2 separate regions of the Mus musculus genome follow, and region 1 is linked to region 2. The links are chromatin contacts, called in public promoter capture Hi-C maps. All regions are on one chromosome and are shown on one strand. Each heading gives the region's core, a stretch centred on a gene start, on an enhancer-like site or on the middle of the called end of the contact. The rest is flanking DNA. Distances are from core to core; before and after follow the strand shown. Region 1 holds the start of Golim4 (golgi integral membrane protein 4). Region 2 holds the start of Bche (butyrylcholinesterase).

Evidence for each region. Promoter capture Hi-C pulls out the DNA fragments that hold promoters and counts their contacts.
Region 1: a contact with region 2 is called in a promoter capture Hi-C map of liver, with 9 times the contacts expected there. The contact joins the promoter of Golim4 here to the promoter of Bche in region 2. A contact is called at or near these places in 2 of 39 promoter capture datasets (both in liver).

What each region holds. Positions count from the first base shown.
Region 1 is chr3:75,954,749-75,960,313 of GRCm38.p6, reverse strand. It overlaps Golim4 (golgi integral membrane protein 4), which reads left to right and starts at 3,365. Exons shown (of 16, transcript NM_001291069.1): 1 at 3,365-4,202. The coding sequence starts at 4,016.
Region 2 is chr3:73,705,373-73,710,543 of GRCm38.p6, reverse strand. It overlaps Bche (butyrylcholinesterase), which reads left to right and starts at 2,129. Exons shown (of 4, transcript NM_009738.3): 1 at 2,129-2,409.

The DNA of each region.
Region 1 (5,565 bases), core at 2,116-4,615, 2.2 Mb before region 2:
TATGATGTATAGATATTTACTTGCAAAGTACTTTTAAACAATAAGGAAGCAAAAATAAAATACAACTAACAATAGACCTTCTAAGACCAGTGAAAGTAGCTCATATATTATAAACTCTACCCAAAGGCATGGCTATGTAAATTTAATATGTAGTCTCTGGATGCCTCCTATGTTGGCTGCTCAAAAGCTCTATACTTGTATAGTCAAGAATCTAGAGGCATTGGTCTCCTTGAAAATGTAATATCATAAAGACACTGCCATTAGTGATTTTATGTACTTCTGCAAACCCTTCTTGAACTTGAAATAATGAGTAAGTTCAGGTAATAATTTTCTTGTCTTTCAAGTTTTATGACTAAAATATTGAGTTGTGTTTTATGACCTTTATTATATTCTGTAGAATCAGATGACTGCTTCAGGCAAAGAAGAAGTTAAGAAACAGGAATGAAATGGTTGCTATCAAATCAAAGGTTTAAAGTAGGAATTGTGAATTCAGGAAGCACATACATTTTCCAGAGGTTGGAAATACATCAGAATACCTGTGTATTTTCTTTTTTCTTTTTTTTTTTTTGTATACTTTTTATTAGGTATTTTCCTCATTTAAATTTCCAATGCTATCCCAAAAGTCCCCCATACCCTCCCACCCACTCCCCTACCCACCCACACCCACTTTTTGGCCCTGGCGTCCCCTGTACTGAGGCATATAAAGTTTGCAAGTCCAATGAGCCTCTCTTTCCAGTGATGGCCGACTAGGCCATCTTTTGATACATATGCAGCTAGAGTCAAGAGCTCCGGGGTACTGGTTAGTTCATAATATTGTTCCACCTATAGGGTTGCAGATCCCTTTAGCTCCTTGGGTACTTTCTCTAGCTCCTCCATTGGGAGCCCTGTGATCCATCCAAAGCTGACTGTGAGCATCCACTTCTGTGTTTGCTAGGCCCTGGCATAGTCTCACAAGAGACAGCTATATCTGGGTCCTTTCAGCAAAATCTTGCTAGTATATGCAATGGTGTCAGCGTTTGGAAGCTGATTATCGGATGGAACCTTGGATATGGCAGGCTCTAGATGGTCCAACCTTTTGACACAGCTCCAAACTTTGTCTCTGTAACTCCTTCCATGGATGTTTTGTTCCCAATTCTAAGAAGGGGCAAAGTGTCCACACTTTGGTCTTCGTTCTTCTTGAGTTTCATGCGTTTAGCAAATTGTATCTTATATCTTGGGAATTTTAAGTTTCTGGGCTAATATCCACTTATCAGTGAGTATATATTGTGTGAGTTCCTTTGTGATTGGGTTACCTCACTCAGGATGATACCCTCCAGGTCCATCCATTTGCCTGTGTATTTTCTGAGTGGTCTTTCCATCCTCCCTGTTCTGTACATTTCCTGTGCGTGCGTGCACGCATGTGTGTGAGTGTGTGTGTGTACCCAGAATAATCACATATTCAAGTATAGACTAAGATTATTGCTGAAAAAATTCATTTCCTTAGAGAATTTTTACAGATATCTTGCCGTTTATGGGCATATTTAGTTCTGAGGAATTCTAAAGAAATCCCACTAATGTCTCCCAATTGCTATGAGTAAAACGGAAAGAGGAAACCTTAAATGATGGTAAATCCCACAAGACTGGAGACTATGGGAGCTACACCATCACCAGGAAGCAGACTTGAGCTGCTTTAGACCATTTTCCCTTTAAATTAAGCATTCTTTCTTTTCTCCGAGACTGAGGATTGAACTCAGTGTCTACAGTGTTCTAGGTAAATGTTGCAACAGTAAGGCATCATCCCTAGCCCTCGTTTGACTTTTGATTTGAGACAAGGTCTCTCTCAATTGCCCATTCTGATCCTGGAATCCTGTTGCCTCGATCTCCCCGGTATCTCTGATTACAGGTTGTCCTACCAGGTCTGGCATAGTTTCACACTTAGGTTACATGTTTAAACGGAGTCATGATTTGTTTTCTACAGAAGGAAAAGGTAGAAAGGATAAGATTCTGATAAAATTCTCCTTTAGTGAGGAAGTATCTTTTTACAAGACCTAGAAGAGACTACAAGTATTATGGTCATATTGGCCAAATTTAGATTCTTTGTTTCCAACTCGTAAATCGAATGTCCTGGCTAAGATTCAGTGTAAGAGCATTTGGAACCAACATAATGTGATTTTTATTAGCTAAGTGCATATACCACCAGTCTCACTTATTTTTTACAGTGAGAGAAATGCCCTGGTCTGCCTGTGTGGCTCTTGTTAACCTATGATTTCAGGACTGACCTAAAAACATTCAACACAGGAACTGTCTTGAAAATGAATCTGGTTTAAGCAGATCTCCTTCGTTTAAAGCACTCATTCCCCATAATTAATTGTGATGACTAAAACACGGGCAGGATATCACAAAAAAATATGTAGAATGCAATATGCAGAATGTAAAAGTGCCACTGCACAACTGATACTTTTCAGAAATAATTTATTTCTCTTAGAATTCAGGTCAAGAGGAGAAACAAATTTATCATTTATGCATAACCTCAATTCCACACACACCCTGATTATATTGAAGAAAGAAATGCACTGTGGATTTCTTTGAAGTGGTTTGGCGTTATTATGCCTGTCTAACTTTTTGTTAAACGTAGTGGGTTTTGCTGGCCTTGAAAATGTAATTTAAAAATGTAACTGATTTTTTTTTCTGCTACCATTAAGAGAAATACACACAGCAAGATGAATGCATACTCATTTCAGCCTGTAAGATTTGTTTTTAAAATTATTCCATTTGCAGCCAGAGGAAACATGAGATCATTTCTTTCCTTCTGCCAACAAAGTGCTTTCCCCACCCCATGTAGACAGTCAAGTGAGCTTCAGGGTCCCAGCTTACTTTCTACCATTTTTGCACATAGCCTAGTGCCTCTAATGGGACAAGACTCAGTAGGCAGTCCTTGAGAGAATGTGAGAAGAACAAAGTGTTCATAAGCTGAACTCATTATGTAGGGTAAGAAATGAGCAGGGCTAAGCAGAGTGCACCCACGGTTGCTTTGCGGTTGTTGGTGTGCATATAAGCACTGTACTCTTGCTCCACGTGCATTCCAAGTGCTGGGACATACATGCACACACATGCGCAATGATCACCAAGCCTCAGGCCAGGACAAGTCCCTAGCCCTCCCAACCAGGCTCCTCCACCCCTCCGCACCCATCCAGGCTCCACGTGGGCGCACCCAGGCGCCAGGCGGCCGCGCGGCCCACGGAGCTCAGAGCCTGCCCAGAGCTGAGAGGGTAGGCGCGGCCCGGGGCGGGACGGACAAAGCTGGCGTCCAATGGAGCCCAGCATTAGCTCCCCGAAAGGAGGGAGCGGTGGCTTGCGCGGGCCCAATGAGCGGGGAGCCCGAGTGGGACTTCCTCCCGGAATCCCGTTGGCCATGATAGCGGGGCCGTGGGTGACACGTAAGTTGGGTGGGAGGTGGCGGGCGGCTGGAGCTTCCAGATCAGTGACACCAGCCCACCACCCCCCTTAACCTGACCAGACCAACCAGTCCCCATCTCTTCATCAATACCGAGGGACCGTTCAAGGGGACGCCGCCTGGAGCCAGGTCCCTTTGTTGGGCGCGCGTCCCCTACCAGTGGTAGCGACAAAGTCCAGCAGCGGGAGCCGGCGCGAGGGGCGGGGACTGACGGTGGGGACAGCGAGGCCAAAAAGTGGGGAGTAGGGAAAACCAAGCCGGCTGCGCGCGGGGACCAGTAGCAAGGGCAGCGGGCTCTGAAGTATGCAAAGAGACTCCACGCGGGCCCAGCCACTCGCGGAAATCCGACATCGCAGAAGTTTGGTGGCTGCTGGCCGGGTGGCGTCGATGACCTGGCGCCCAGCCGGCCGCGGGGGCTGAGCGGCCGCCTCTTCCTCTCTGGTCCGGCTTTTGTGTCTCGCGTCTTCTGCTCATGCCGTGTCCAGCTACTTCTCGCGGTGGCCGTTGCTGAGCTGTCCGACGCAGCCGAGGACCGAGGACACGACGGCTCCCGCCGCCGCAGCGCGGGGCACAGGAGGGACTATGGGAAACGGGATGTGCTCCCGAAAGCAGAAGCGGATCTTCCAGACGCTGCTGCTTCTCACGGTGGTCTTCGGCTTCCTCTATGGCGCGATGCTCTACTTGGAACTGCAGACGCAGCTGCGCAAAGCTGAGGCAGTGGCGCTCAAGTACCAGCAGCACCAGGACTCTCTCTCTGCCCAGTTGCAAGGTACAGTTAAGGGGAAGCGCACCGCCAACTTCTCTCTGAGCTGGTGCTGGTGCTGGAAAAGTAGCTTGGTGGATAGTTAGTTGGCTTTGCAGGTACCACTCATTGACCTTCTGGCGCATCTGAGGGAGCGGCCGCGGGGATGTTGGCTTCTGAGCGTATGTGTGGGAGATAATATCCTGATTTTCCAGCTTCCTCCCAGGAGTTATCTTTGAAATCCACAGCACCAGCGCACGGTCCTGCCTGGCGTTTGGTGGGTACATACAACACCAAGTCTTTTACCCGAAGCACTTGTCAAAGGCCCAGCTGCAATCTAGGCAAACAGCCCTTCTGCTACATCTGCCAATCCTTTCCCAAGAGGCAAGCCTTGGTTTGTAGACATAAAGAATTATGCAGACATTTTCTAACCCGTGTTCTTTTTCAAGGGGGGAAAAAAGAGACTATATACACTAGTGACTCATGAACGGAACCTGCAAGCTTGTGTTGTGATTAGTGCTCTTGTTATTACGTTTGTTCATTTAGTAGTTAACTTGAGAAATGTTGGGAGTGATGGTAAAGTCCACACCACCACTTGACTGTAGGTTATCCTACAGATATTTGCTTTTAAAAGGCTTGTCTCCCTGGAGAAACCTTTATTTAGCTGATCTGTAGAACCCTGTGTGTGCATCTTCAGGAAGGCACACGCGTGTTTTAGAGTTAGCTGTGAGAAGTCTAAAAGAAGAAACATAAAATTTCCCTTTGCCAGCCACAGACGACTCAGCTTGGGCAAGGTGTTCGCAGCTCGTAGCCTTTCATTTTAAGAATCACACTGAGTTTCCACGGTCTAGATGATTCCCGAGTGAGTGCATGGAAACACTTTGTGGTTCCATTAAGGTCATACTCGTTGTATGCATTTTTATGAATGATTTGGCCTGTCTTGCTGGTTTGTTTTCACCACTCATGAAGCTCTCTCTCTCTCCAATACAAAGCAAGTGAGAAATAAAGTCCTACCTAAATGCTGACCATCCTTGCTGTGAATGCAAATATAGCTTATTGAATCATCCTGGGCAAAAATAAGCTGAAGGGGGTATTTCTGACAGTGGGTGTGTGTACAAATATAAAACAGATCCTTTGCTTTGACCGAGCTATGCAGAGCATTTTCTAGTAAGAGACTTAAGATGGGAGAAATGATATGCAATTATTTGCTTGGTCTGATTTGTTTGTCCCAACTTAAAAGAAAAGAAAGTATTTTTAGCATCTTGGTGCTGCATGGCTCCAGCCAATGAAAATATGTGGCTGGGCTTCCTTCAGAGGGAAAGCTTGTTTTTGATAGTTTTTATATTTAAAAGAAAAAGTTTAAAGTATGGAAATTTACCTATGAGTTGTT
Region 2 (5,171 bases), core at 880-3,379:
CAATGAAAGGGGAGAGGGTGGAATATCACATATACCCTGATGTCAGATGAGGCTCCTGGGTTAAAAGATGGGGGAAGAATAAGGAAAAAAAAAAGGCGGGGGGAGGGAGAGAGAGAAAAAAAAGAAGAAGGAAAAATTATTTGAAAAATGGTATGAAGAGATATAATTCCTTGTAAGGTAATTTACAATGCAGAAAAAAGTATATCAATAAAAGTTAAAGATCAGAACATTTTTGTACAAGACATCACCTAAAACAGTACCTGAGAGGTGTTGTGAATGGCTACCTAAAGAAGTTCTTTAAGGGCAGCAGACCAGGCCACCCTGAACGTGGGAAGGAGGGAGGAGTCAAGGGTTCTTGGCTACCCCATGAGAACCACGTTCAGCCAGTACAAAAACCCTTGCCAGAGTGCTGACAAAACACAAGGCGATGAGCCGGTGGCATGCAGCTTGCCTGCCTGACTCAACAAGCTTCCGGGCACATGACCAATATCATCACACTGGAGAAATGGGGAAAAGATCACAGCACAGACGCAAAGTACCTGTTGCATTTTCAGCCACAAGGGAAAGATCAGTAACACAGGAAGACGTGCTTTAAGTAGGAACTAATGTAGTGTACAGCAAAATGGGAGAGCTGAGAAACTCAGACAAAAATGAACTAAATGAACGAATGGGCCTCGAACCTAAGTGCTTCACTGAAGTAAAAATACTCAACAAAAGAAAAAAAAAAAAGTCAGTTTCATAATCCCCTAATATGGATTGCTACCTATTTTAAACATGTATTGCAGTCTTCTAGTATATGATTTTATATTTTTCATGACTATTTTAGAGTTGACACATATGTTATACAATATGGAGTAGACATGAGCAGCATGCACAAAAGCTCAGATAAATTCACCTACTAAGATCAGGGCTTGCGCTTAGATACAACTTTAAACTTCTATGGAAAACAAAGAAGTGGTGTTTTGATTGTAGTGTTTGTCACGTAATCGATATTGCCCAAGTAATACTTTACAGAGAAACGATAATCAGCTAATAAAAATGTCTTTTATCTGGAAAGCATTTGTTATAAAATGATATAAAAAACGTATAATCTGAAATTTTAACCCCCAAATTTAGTAGGGCTAGTAACATAGCAAGATTTTGAGATTTTGAAGATCAAATTTTAGCACCTGGAAATTTAATTAGTCATGCTAAATTCGTGTTCCTTGGGTTAACAGATTACATATAAATTATTAGTCATGAGCAGTAGCCAGGATGAAAGCACCAGTTAGTATATTTACATGTTTGAAATGTTACTTTCTACTAAAAACGAAGTGGATCTTTCTATAAATTTAGGTAATCTGTTAAATCTGTAGTGAGCCTTCAGCTGACAGGTTTAAGTAGTGAAAGCTGACATTTACAAAACCTTACAAGTGTATTTGAGAGTCAGCCCTTAAAGTGTTCCTGGAAGGTTTTTTCTTGTTTGTTTGTTTTGTGTTGTTTTTTTTTTTAATTTTTTTCACTTTTTATTTTTTTCTTGTTCTTTTTATTGTTTTGCAAAAATATATATGTAAGGTAAAATACGTTTGAAAATGAAAATATATGTTCACAAACACTGTCACTGCCGGGCTGGAAATGTTCTTTTAACTGTTTGCTGAAGAACTTTGGGCTTTTAATGTGTATAATAAATCATGGGTTTTCCTCTTATATATGACCAGCAGGGACTTTTGAGAAGTTGTCAAGACCTGTAAAATCTCTAGGACTTAAATAAGGGTTGAAATGCAGGGTGTAAGGGGCAGGAGTGGTGGTAGTCAGTTATTTAGCTATTGTAAGCACTCTTTTGATTTTCATAGTTTATATAGGGATTATTTTGTTTCCTAACAATGTTTTTTTTACGACGTTTTATGGTTGTACTATTTTCACAAAATTGCAGGTACACTTGGTTCCAATACCATTTCGTTAGAATACTTACTATACACAATGTTTAGTACCGTAAAACTTTTTAAAGAAAAAAAAAAAAAAGTCCACGATAGAGAACGAAAACAAAACAAAACAAACTAACCAAAACAAAACACCAAATGTTAAAGTCCGGGATAGTGCAAACTAACTCGCTCATTTTCTATTACTGACCCTCCCCGCCCCGCCCCTCCTTCTCTCCTGAAGCCTGCCTGCAATGGTGGAGGAAGACCCACAACCCTCTCTGAAGAAGTCACCGCTGCTTTTGTGCGAGCAGATGTCAGCCTGGGAAGCCTGGCCAGAGCCAGATCAAGTTGCTGCTGCCAGCTCTCGCGAGCTTTGTCTGGAAGAGTTGACTGAAATGTCAGAGTCCTGCAATTCACAGGCAGGGCGGCAGCTGCATCCCGCGCGTCCCCAAAGCATTGCAAGATTGCCACTTTGCAAACTTCCTCATCCTTTGCTGCAGTAATTCCGGTGAGTTGCTCTGATTTTTACAGATCTTGTGCTGAAGTTCCAGTGAAGATCGACTGAGGCAAGAAGGGAAGGAGATTTTTTTTTTTTTTCTCACGTGTTTGTGGTGCTCCCTTGGGACTAGTCCCTGACAAGGGAACAGGACAGAAGAGCCAGGCGAGAAGCCACTACCTCGGGGCTTTCTCTTATTCCGGAAGACACAAAGTTAATCCCTTTTTCTCTTGAGGACCGAGTGAATTTGTTATACATTGACCGAATAGGCATAGCACCTGTGGAGTCTCTTACATTTGTATGCATGTATGTATGTATGTATGAATGTATGTATTCCCTTTCTATGGAGACTTATTTTAGGCTAGGTTACCCTTTAATGCAGAGGTTAGTCAACCTCTTAACAGAAGTACTTATTTGAGCACACATGATAGTTTTCAATATCTTCTATTTTGCAATCACGTAGATTAATTTTCTCTTATTACTTAACAGGGCACTTTTACCAAGCAACACTTTGTCCCCTGAAACTTTCACAACATCCACTGGCATGCAGAAATCGAAAACTCCTTCTATGTCCAAGAAAATATATTCTCTAATTTAATTTACAAATACTTCCTTATCCATGATTGGCCAACTTTGAGTGTTTAAACCGGACAAAATTATCTTATGCTACCGTTATTTTTATAGGAATAGTATAAAAATGGGAAGTTTTGTCTCATCCTAGAATCCTGGAAATCTACCATTATTTTATAACATCAGCCTCAGTTTAGTCATTGACTATAAGATTTATAGGAACAGAAAAAAAAATTGAAAGACACACAAAATCATTTTATTAGGTTTCTATGTGATATATATATATATATTTCCCTAAGCAGGTATTCTGCATCTGAATGAATGTGTTCCAATGAGCAGGTACAATGCTTCATTAATATAAAATATAGAATATTTATAACAAACATGACTATAATTCACTTTCACAAAAGTCATATTGTTTGAAGACAGGAGGCTTTTAAAGATAACTGAATGAATTGAATTGTAAGTCTGGGGTTTTTATCGACAAAATACCATTACCTTCAGATGGCAAATAAACGCCTAGCCACATTTACAAAGACATGCTTTGTTCCTTTTGAGTGTTATTTTTGTTGATGTACAATATTCTACATCTTGAATTATAAGAAGAAATCTGAAGCTGTTTCCATATCATATTTTTATTAAAAAGTAAACCAAGAAAAATTTTAGAGGATATATGAATTTATTCTCCTCTATAAATTTAGTCTTTGATTTGATTTCTTGGTCACAAGTGCTAATGCACTTTAAATTTCATCTTTGATTTGCTTTGATGGTTTTCCAACATCTGATTATTCTTAGTGAAACTGACTGACTGTCTTATCAAATCTGGAGGTCACCACCTTTGCCCTAAGCCAGGTTTGGTCACACAAGTCCTCATTAAATCTATTTAAAGAGCTAAACTAATAGTGGAGAGCAGAAAACGGGTTGTACTCAATGGATACACTGGGAAAAGATACAAAGCTTTGCCTCCATTGTCCATCTTCAGAGTCCTGAAGAAAGGATAAAGTTCAAGAATGTGCCCATCCAAGCAGCCTGTTCAAGGTATGTTCCCAGCAAGCCTTGACCCTTCATCGTCTAGACTTCCATCTCATCCTGTAAGGTGTTCTTACACGTTGTTAGAGCTGTATAGAATCTCCTTCAAGGACATAAGTTCCCTTCTGGTTTATGTTTTCATTTTGTGTCATTCGTTTTCTGGGGAAATCCCCATCTCTTTGAGACCCATTGTTTTGATAGTATGATTGTCAGACTGAGACAACCAAGTGTATCTTTAGAATTTCTTCCTTTCTCTGAGGCAACTACAGTCATAGAAATACAACAATAACAGACAGAATTTACCTTCCAAAAGAAACCCAAAAAAATCTAGTAATTTAATATTCAGGTTACTAATATGATCTTGTATCCACTGTGATTTTAGTCAAGAATAGACTACAGGTCCTAACAACTCATCTATTACCCTGATTTGCTTGGATGTCTTAGCAGACATTCAATCTGTGGAACATCAGAATATAGTCCTTTCATTAACATATTGCTTCAAATGTGTTTACTTAGCCTGAAACAGAACAGTAATTGATTGGGTAAAGAAACTGCTGTTTTAGTCAAATGGCATTCCAATGTTGCTTCTAGACCAGCCCAGTGCTAACTAGATAGCACTTTACCAACATGTTTTACAAACCTCCGTTTCCAAATAAGATCCACAGATATTAGTCATAGTTTAAAAACAAGAATGTACGATACCAAAAAACTGAAATTATGAGTATTTTTTGTTTTTGACATTTTCCTTTTTTTTTAATTATTTCTAGGATGGTTTATTATTTTAAATATGTGACAATTTTTTTTACAAATAAATGATGATAGCTTTTTTATATCAGCATTTTAACACACCCATATCTTAAAGAATGTATATTACTTTGTATATTTCCTCATAAAATTGGCTGGAGAATTTAGATTGTGAATTTGAGTTAAAAGTAAAAGAGGGGATAATGTGCCTTTTTATTTTAAAAGTTAAATTTTTTAAAAGATTAGAATTTATAATATATTAGCTGTAAAATTTGATATCAATCAACATTTGTTAAACTTGAATTTGTTATCCTAATTCCCTTTTTGTGGTTAATGTTTGGTTTTTAATTCTAGAACTTATTTTCTGTTGACTTAGGGATAAAAGCTCCCAATCCCTTCAAAATACTAACTACTACTTCAAGGTGTGAGCT